Linked DNA regions of Mus musculus: region 2 is linked to region 1. A link is a contact called in public HiChIP or PLAC-seq data. All regions are on one chromosome and are shown on one strand. Each heading gives the region's core, a stretch centred on a gene start, on an enhancer-like site or on the middle of the called end of the contact. The rest is flanking DNA. Distances are from core to core; before and after follow the strand shown.

What was found. HiChIP or PLAC-seq counts read pairs in DNA pulled down with a chosen protein or histone mark.
Region 2: a contact with region 1 is called in a FOXA1 HiChIP or PLAC-seq map of pancreatic cancer cells. The contact joins two enhancer-like sites. A contact is called at or near these places in 1 of 115 datasets of contacts at active chromatin or transcription factors (pancreatic cancer cells) and 1 of 9 other capture datasets (embryonic stem cells).

What each region holds. Positions count from the first base shown.
Region 1 is chr13:28,542,591-28,547,472 of GRCm38.p6, reverse strand. All of the region lies in intron 7 of 2610307P16Rik (RIKEN cDNA 2610307P16 gene), which reads left to right. Among named protein-coding and RNA genes, the nearest start is that of Gm40841, 120 kb to the right of the region's middle. Within about 2 kb of position 2,867, at least 77 of the 459 cell types and tissues checked have an H3K27ac peak or open chromatin away from gene starts, as enhancers often do. A contact at or near this core is called in pancreatic cancer cells, where this site is marked.
Region 2 is chr13:29,501,474-29,506,355 of GRCm38.p6, reverse strand. The region is part of intron 11 of Cdkal1 (CDK5 regulatory subunit associated protein 1-like 1); the gene reads left to right. Among named protein-coding and RNA genes, the nearest start is that of Cdkal1, 350 kb to the left of the region's middle. Within about 2 kb of position 2,730, at least 102 of the 459 cell types and tissues checked have an H3K27ac peak or open chromatin away from gene starts, as enhancers often do. A contact at or near this core is called in pancreatic cancer cells, where this site is marked.

The sequences.
Region 1 (4,882 bases), core at 1,618-4,117:
GATTTCATATACTGGAAAATCTGAAAAATGGCACTCTGAACCATTCCTACACCCAAGCCCTTTCTAACTGAGATAGTCACTTTGTAGTCACCCTTATTAGAGATCATGAATGAGAAGCAATAGCTAACGATTTCTAGGTCCAGAATGGCCAGAACAAACTTAATTTATCTCTGAACAGTCAGTCTGTGCTGTTTGTGGAAACCCACCATTTGTTTCTAGAGCATCTGTGCATCCTATGACTAAGTTATTCTGTGACTACTGCTGTCCATATAGCCATAGGTGAATCCTTTTCTTAGCCTCCTACTGGGAAGTATCCAATGTGGAGAGTCACAAATTTTCACTGAGCACTTTCCATCCACAGTCTCATTTGATGTCTCTTAATGACCCGGGGCAGGTACCCCACCCATTTCAAACCAGAGATCCCAGGTTCTTGGTGCTGGAGTAAGTCTCCTGAAACTACTTGAGTAGGAGGCAGCAGAAGGCTCTGCTCATTCTCATGTGTTCATTCTTTCATTCCCTACTTTTTGGTACATCCCCACAGACTGCTCCAGCAGGCTAGTCCCCAAGTTGAGGAAAAGGTAGACAAGGCACCATCTTATTCCAGCTAGATAGGAGTCAGAGGATAGAACATGAAGTTCTGTCTTGGGTGATATATAATTTCTTTTTCCATTGTTGATAAAAGGCATGTTAAAGGAAGAGACTTTCTTATTCATAATTAGAGGAATATGCAATATGGTGGGTGGGAATGGCAAGTCTGTGGAGCATCCTGGTCTGTAGCAATGACAAGTATTCTTTTGGCTTCCTCTTTTCCCCCCCATTTTATTTGATCTGGGGCCCTACCTAATGGCACAGTGCTGACCACATCAGGATAGGTCCTCTTCTGTTCAGCATCTGGAAACAATCTCCCAGACATACCCAGAGAGTGCTGGATACTCTTGAAGGACAAGGGAGCTGTAAAAAATTTCAGAGACAGGCTTCCTGAAAAGGAACAATGTCTTAGCTGAAATATTAAGGAATGGTTACATGCTATGTGTAGGAAACTGTAAGTAAAGAGACCAGGTGAGAGAAAGAATAAACTTACTTGGAGTTTAAACTCCAAGTTTTCCATCTGGTGTAGTCAACCATGGTCTGAAAATATTGTTGTTGTGCAGTGAGGAATTAAGATCCTTTGAGATGGGAGGAGGGGGGAACTGAAGCAAAGAAAAGGAGGGGGACAGGCATTCCTAAAAGTAATATTCTGAAATAAAATGTATTTGTTCTAATTTATCCATTATTGTTAATCTCTTACTATGCTAACTCAAAGTTAAATGTTGTCATAGGAATGTACATATAGGAACAGCTTGGTGTGTGCACAGAGTGTGTGTACTTATAGGAAAAGCATAGTGTATATACCGAATGGGTGTGTACAGATAGGAAAATCATAGTGTGTATACAGAGGGGTGTGTACAGATAGGAATAGCATGATGTGTGCACAGAGTAGAAGTGTACATACAGGAAAAGAATGGTATGTGCATAGAGTGGGTATGTCTAAATAGGAACAGAATGATGTTTGCACACAGTGGGTGTATACATATAGGAGCAGGATGGTGTGTGCACACAGTGGGTATATACATTTAGGAGGAGCATGGTGTGTGCACACAGTGGGCAAGCACATATAGGAAAAGCATGACTGCACAGGGTGCAATATTGTGCATGGTTCACTATCACCTGGAATATTTGTGCTTATCTCATGCTGATAAGGGGTTCTGTAGCAACCAAAATTCATTGAATTTGCCTGGATGTGCAGTGCCACTGTGAACTGCAGTGGCTGAAGCTACAGAGGAGTAGCTGGTGCAGTAAATCAGACTCTGGGGTGGGCATATCCTAGGGCACCACGAGGAGCTGTCTGAAAGGCAGAGGGTGGCCTCCGGGTGCCAGTCAGGTGTGGTGAGACACATTCCATTGGTGCATTGGAAAGGACAGGCTGATCACAGCAGGGCCTGTCACAGTCTGCTGAAGCAGGACCTGTAACCCAAGTAGCAGGAGGAACTTTTATTCAGCCTGTGGAGTGATGCTGTGAAGGAATTGAAACCCTTCAAGAGCAGAGCTAAAAACAGTGGGGGGAGAGGAAGTGTAATTTGCTGTCTTCCAGTTTCCTTCAGATCCCGCCTGCTGCTGACCTGTTAACCATCTCAGAGCCTGGGCCCCACATAGACTGGGCATCCCCACAAATCAAGGCAAGCTTTGATTTCATTAAAATTGTATGCCCTTTTCCCTTCTGCTAATCCAACTCTTGGGCCTTAAAAACAAGCTGCTTTTTTTTCTTTAAGTTTTGAATAATTCTAGTGTTTACACAACCAAAATTTAGTATAAAATTTTAAATTCCTGAAACACAAAATGTAGCTCAGGATCCTTTCCTAGTGGCCTGAGAGTACAAATCAAACACACACTCAAAGGTAAGGCAAAGAAGCTTCCAGAAAGCGGAAATACTTCTGTCAAGTAGGCACCTAGTATCAAAGTGGGTCAAAATAGCTCAATGTGTGGACGGGCATAGCTGAATCTTTGCTTACACACTTTCCCCTAGCCCTTTCTACATAACACTTTCAAGAAACTCCTCTGAGAGATCATGCCATCTTCCAGCAAAAGGTGGTGAGTGGACTTCAGTAGGCACTGATGGGAAAGAATCCAGTGCTAAGGGTGTGGGTAGACCTCATGCAGACCCAGGTCCGCCCAGTCACTCGATAACCCTGAACTTGGCTGCCTCACTCTTTGCTGAGGTCCCTCAGGTGGCCTCATTGTTTTTATTACCATGGTAGAAAGAGTATGTGAAGCCTTGCCTGGCTGGCAGTCTCGTTGCCATGGAAACCTCCATTCCACACACCTGATTCACACATCACGCTCCGCTAAATCCAGACAGAGGTCACAGACTGGCATTTGCCCTTTGTCTCCCCTTCTTGTGTTTTCCAGGCACTGAATGGATAGAAAGAGATGGGCAGTCAGCAGCCTTGCAAGAAAGCTTTGCTGTGAAGAAGTTTGTGAATTCCAGAAAAAAAAAAAAAAAAAAGACTGGTAGCTGTGAAGGGCAAAACGGGGGGGGGGGGGGGGGGAGGGGCGGGGGGGTTTGCTGGGGAAGACTGTGTACATCGAAGCTTCTCCTTGCAGGCAGCCTCTGTCCTGGGTTGCATCTGAAAGTGATTTTCTGGGTTCCCGGGTGAGCGTGGAAATGAGTCTAGCAGATTCCGGAGCTTTGGCTCCTTGGGGGGTTTTCTGTCCCATTTCACTGAGTTGCCTGATAACCTCAGCGCCAGGGTGTGTGCGTCAGGATTGCAATGTGGGCTGAGGCGCACATTAGCCACAGCTGTCTATTAAGAACCAAACGATCTGATGATCCGTCTCAGAGCCTGGTTTTTCTTTGTGTCATCTATAATATTTTAGAAGGCAGACGCCATCTGTAGGATGTTCTTTTTCAGGAAAGTTACTGTGTTTGAAGAAGGCTTCCAGTTTTCCTGGGATGGTGATTATTAGTTTTTGCTTGTGTTACTCATTTGATAGATTTAGAGAAAAAGAGATGATAAAAAAATCAGATCATGAGCCTTTCTCTGTGAGAATTTCTTCTTTGTGCTTTGATTCGTAATCTTTTGATTCTTATTTGTTTAGGTAGCACAGGGCATTGAACATACTAGGCAAATGTTCAATTACTCAACCATATCCCCAGTCCTTGATTTTTTTGTTCCTAAGGTTAGATTTTAAAGACAACTTTAAAGAGAATCAAAAAGGGCATTCACAGGACATGACATCAGTCGCCACACACTGGGGTTCAGGTATCATGTGTGATTTATGGGGTATCTCAGCAGAGTCATAGCAGGGGTCTCTGCGTGTGTTCATCTCTGCTGACTTACTTCCCTTTCCTCTCATTGATTAATGCCCCTCCATTTTGGTCAGCCTCTGTTGACAAAGTACCCTCTAGCTTCAGCAGTACGCCGGACCTGGGTTTCAAATATCACTTCCCTATATCCTTGAGCACACTACTTTTATTTTATTAAATTTGGTTTATTAGTGTGTGTAGGAAAATATTGCTGTGACAGTAATCATAAACTTTAGTGTCAGTGTAGTGCTGCTCTGTATCCAGGATGAATCCTGTTATGCTAGATTATTCCAGAAACAGCATTTGCCTGAAGGAATACTCTCACCATCCAAATAATTGCCATTTTCCTGATTTTGCTTATGTGGGGATATGTGCAGCTTAGTAGGTGGATGGTGGGCTGAGAGAAGAAATATTCAAAAGTAGAGTGCATATATACTTTCTCTTGTCTCTGTATATCCACTGGGTCCGTTTTAGGAATCTCATTGTAGGTTCATGATGCATAATAAGGTTTCTCTTCTCAGAAGACGAATTGTCACTCCTGATGCTAGCAGGTGTGGCTCTCCATCCCATTCTCCAAAGTTGTGGAAGAACGTGGACGGATTCTGATCCCGACCATCTTAGTCCTACTTTGCCTTCTGGCGTCCTTCTCCTTCCTCTTTTTTTCCTCTGTATTTCCACCTCCCTTCCTTCCCTTGAAGTCTTTTCTTTCTTCTCTTCCTCTTATACTTATATGGCCCGTAACGTTGGCCACTGCAAGCTCTTTAAAATGTTCAGTGGCATTAAGTACTTAACATTGTCATGGAACCAAGCATTGTCCCTGTCCTCCCCATAACTGCATCTCTTTCACGATAGAAACTGTTAAACATTAACTCCCATTCCCACTTGACCACCAGGGCCCGAGGCCAACCATTCTTCTCTTTGTCTCTGAAATTAACTACATTAGTTATAGAAGTTGAATGATGAGCCCTTTTGACTCTATGTGCGTGTGTGCATGTGTGTGTGTGAATTATGTATATGTGTATGTGTGCCTTCTGTGAG
Region 2 (4,882 bases), core at 1,481-3,980, 960 kb before region 1:
ATGCACAACTAAGTCATCACCTTCAGAGGAGAGCGAGTAGTTTTCACTAGGCCCAGGCTCCTGTCCTCAAGAGTTATAACTGCTACAAGAAGAGAGCTTGCCTTTGAGTCTCACTCTGTTCCAGGTGCACGATATGAGCCCTCCCTGTGTGTAACCACTTGCTTTCCCCTTCTCCATCATGTTGTGATGTCACCAGAGGTCCCGTGTTGGGATGCCAATGTCATGCTGCTTGCACTTTCCAGCCACCAAAGCCATGGGCCAAGTAAACCTCAACTTAGGATGTCATCTTGAGTATTTTGTTGCAGCAACAGAAAAAGAACTCTCTCTCTCTCTCTCTCCTCTCTCTCTCTCTCTTTCTGTATACACACACACACACACACACAGAGAGAGAGAGAGAGAGAGAGAGAGAGAGAGAGAGAGAGAGAGAGAGAACTCGATATATGTATCTATAACGATACATTTTTTCAGAAATCTCTGCCCCTGTGGTCTCTGAGCAGATGAATGTTCTGGAATGGACTCAGTAGGTTGTAGGAAAGCTACTAAGCTATGGAGTGATGGTGACTCAGGGAACAGTGCCTTCTCTCTGGTGGCACTCTGGGAATACGAATCTTCAGATTGTGTCTACCATTATCTGGCCCTCCTGTTAGTATAGAAATAAACAAAAATAAAACAATGTTCTAGAGGTTCATGGCCACTTCCAGAGTGAATCTTGAGCATAATTTGCTAGGGGTGAATTAATATTCAGGACACTCATGACTTGGCTATTGTCCAGAGCCCTAAGAGATGTAATCAGTTTCAGTTCATTCCAAACAATAGATTGTGGCAGGAACCTGGCTGAGCTGCGGGTGACTGTTCCCACACTGTTGATTTAAGTTGTCAAAGGAGTTTGAGGCATACTCAGGCCTGATACCAGTTTGGGTCAGCTGGCTGAGCTGTGACCCATTGCCAGTAACCTCTGCCATTCTGGGCATGGGACGGGAAGGCATGGCCCCTATCCAGCTCACCCCCTGTCTCACTAAACACATTGCTACCTGACTCCAGGGCCCTTCGTGACTTGCTGGGGCAGAGTTCAGCCTCTGCAGAGCCCTCAGGCCCATGCTGGTCATCTGGCCTCATCCCTGCCGGGACTGCTGATGGGCTGTGGCTTGCTGTCAGACTTATTCATTTCTAGCTTGTTTGGGTGATGTAATACTTGATTTGGTAAGAAATATTTGATTGATTGGTTTCATGGCCCATGTCTATATGTTTAGCTCCTGATAGTTTCCTTAGGGAACTCTTTGTCTAGTATGGTTCAGGCTAAGGAAAGGCAGGTTTACATCACATCAGCATTAATCATCTTTGGTTACATTCTGATTAGATCATTCAGTGTAAATACTGACTGGAAGAGTGATCTAAGGCTGAAAGCATGGGGATGAATACAGGGAAAACAGCAGTTTGCTTTAAGGAAGTTTTCTTTTTAGAGTCTGGAGATAAATTATGATTTAATTTGTTTCTGCCATTGGCCTTTGAACGTTAGTAATAGCAAATTTTATCAATTGTACATACACACACTGATGGAAACGTGTTAGGTTTCTGGAACTGTTGTCCGTGCTTTCCTCTCAGGTGATATAAAGTCCTTGTAAAGTACATTTGCTCAGTTTTTGTCTGATGAACAGACAAAAAGATGTCCTTTCTGGGAAGGACCAAGTCCTTCCAGTGGGATTATTAATTTACCTTCTCCCATGAGTCTCGGGAGAACTGAGCAGCAGTGTTTTGATAGGAACAGCCTTTGTGCTTTCTCTGTAAATGAATGTATGTTCAAAAACCAGAATGCCCAAGTCTTGACGCACATAAATCAAATGATTCTCTTTGTCAGTCAACCCTTCTCATCTCATAAACTTTAGTCTCTAAATCTTCTGACTAATTGGCTCCTTATTTGTACATACCTCTATTCTCCAGTAGCAAAAATTCTGTCCTCCAAATAGTATTTGCCCAAAAATATTCCTGATTTGGGTTTTACTTTGCAGTTGGGTTTTCATTTATGGTACGGTGCCCTGTAGGTTTTAAGACAGACTAGACACCATAAACAGGGTGGCACTCGGTGTTTGATACACCATGGACCACACCTGCTCAGCTTCTGTGTGGCATAAATGGGAGCACGTCCACTCTGGGCTCATCACTTCTCAGTCACATGGTGAGATGTTTGTGTAGGGAAGAAAGGTTTGGGAATATTGACATGTGACCTCTTTCTTACTGATTGCTAAGTAATGGTGGCAAAGATAATAGAATAACAAGTTTGGCAGTTATATTTTCATCAAGAAAATAAATACATTTTCCTATATTCGTATTGCTAGTGTAGACTTCACAGTTATGTGATGTAGAATAACTTTGGAAACAAGTCAACTGAACATCCAAACATTTGAAGCAATTTTCTTGTCTAGAATGGACTCTAAAGCAGCCTGAGGGCTGGCATTAGACTGTGCAGCTCTGACAGACTCATTTAGGCATTGAGGCAGTTTCCAGAAAGTCCTGAGCTCAGGATTATCTCGTCAGTATTCAGTTAGGTAGGTAGTTGCTTAGTTGTGAGTGTGGGAAAGGTGTTAATTATGAGAGCATGAATGACTAAAGGGAGACTGTGTCACCAAAAGTGACCTCTCCTCTTTAGAATGCTTCCTTGGGTCTCAGTGGGGCTTTTTCATACAGCAATCACTGCTTAGAAGTTATATAACATAGTATCAGCTCACTCCTTTGCTTAGTCATTCCTCCTGAGGAAACACTTGGATTCTTTCCAACTTGCTAGCAGCTCCTAAGGGTTCTGCGTGAGTTCTTTTTTTGTTTTCTTTTCTTCTTTTTTTTTTTTTTCTCTTTTCCTTGCTTTTGCGGTGGAGGCCATAGCCACAGGTTACAGTGTACAATTAAATAGAAGTATATGTATGCTATTATTATAGCTAATATATAAATGTTGGATGATATAAAACAATCGGGCACATTTGTATCTTACTGTTTTGTGGGTTCACTGTACATCTCTGCATACTTACATCAATTTTAGCCCACGTGGGGCAATTCTTTTGAAGTAGGTTGACAGCTTTCCAGTTAAATGTCAGAAAGAAGCCTAACTGTTAGATTTGAAATAAACTGATTTCTCTTGGTTCAGTGTTAGCCTCACCTTTTGAGTGGCAGGACTTGAGCAAACTCAGAGGTCCCCTGCATTCTACAATGCTCCCTTTAATGACTTGGAGGCTGTTGTTTGAGTTTCCCAGGATTGTGTGGGTTATTGTTATATCTTTGCTTTTATGGTATAGTTGTGGTCTTATCACAGTTTGTTCCATGCTGAGTCACAGACAGGAGAGCAGCAGTCCATGTTTTTATTATTCCTGTGAGGAAAGGCAGACTTTCATGATGCATTTTCCAGGAATTCATTGTGGAGAAAAACTGAGACAGCCGGTGTATAAAACCAGACACATACGCAGTCTTAAGGAAGATGTTATCAGAGAAAATTGTTTCCTTTCCAGACACTCGGGGTTGTTTGGGTATCTTTATCTGTGATTGGACATGACCTCATGAATTATGTTGTCCATTTACGATAGCTACTAATACTGGTGGTGCTCAGAACCTTCTTGGCATGCCTCAGCTCTCTCCCCTCCTTTCCTGCTCATCCTTTTCCTGACCCCCTCACCCTCTGGCCTTCCAGCTTCCATGCAGCCTGGCTGCTTACTTAGTAGGGTACTTACTTAGTGGTCCAGCTGTCCTCCAATGGCCCCTGTGCCATCAGCATTTGCTCTATGGCTGAAACTGGCTGAAGAAGTTGAACACTTTGATGCCCCTAGAGCTGTCTTTCTGGTTCCCAAGTCTTTCCTTTTGATGGTATTCCTCCATGTTCACATTAGCCACGCTGAAGCTTTTCTATGCAGTTTATGGATAATTCTGCAAGAACCAAAGCAACACCTCAGCCATAGGCTGGGACTTGCCACAAAGGGCCACTTCATCCACCCGCTGCCCACAGGTGCCACTTAGACATTAGCCTCTCATCATCCTTCACACCCCAAGTGTGGCCTGGGGCACACTCAAGAAGCTCTTGATGGGCACAGGGGAGAGGTGTGATAATGACTGATCTGAAAACTCTTGTGTCCTTGTTCGTGAAAGTAGCATCTATAAGGGAGGACCTGTGTGGAGCTGGTGAGGGCTTTGGCCTACACGCCTGATGTAGAACCTGCTCCGTACACACGAGGTACGAGGCAGAAATGGAGAGGGAGAAATAAGGCTAGGTCTAGGGATGCAGCAGGCCAGAGCAGGAGCTAGGAAGCTGAAGGAAGCTGAGATGCTTAGAGTCAATGGACAGAGTACAGTCAGCCTGCTGAATGAGCCTGGGGATGTGTAAATGAAGTCTCTTTCTAGACTATTGAAACAACCTCCCTGTTGGTCATCTTTTCTAGCTCTTACTCACCCTCTTCAGCCTCGGCAGTAATAATCCATACCATTTCAGGGTGCATTCTGTGCCAGGCCAGGTCTTAGAACTGAGTCGGGATTATCTCTTTTGATCTTCCCAGCATTCAACAGGCATTTATTAGTCGGCTTCCGTTGTCATAACAAAGTACCACACACTGAGTAGCTTGAACCACAAAAATTTGTTTTCTTAAAGTTCCAGTGGCTGAAAGTAGATGACCAAGGTGTCAGTAGATTCTGTCTCTGGTGAGGGCTCTTGCCCTGACTTGCAGATGGCTGCCTTCTTTCCACATCTTCTCGTGTATGAGACTAAGAGGGAGAGCTTGCTGACCTGCCTCACTCTGAGGGCAGCAGCCCTGTTGAATTCAGGTTTGCCCTTCAGGGCTTTTTTTATCACATATATTCCAGTTGTGGGCAAGGCACAACCTGTGATGTCAGGGGATGGGGATCCATTTCATCG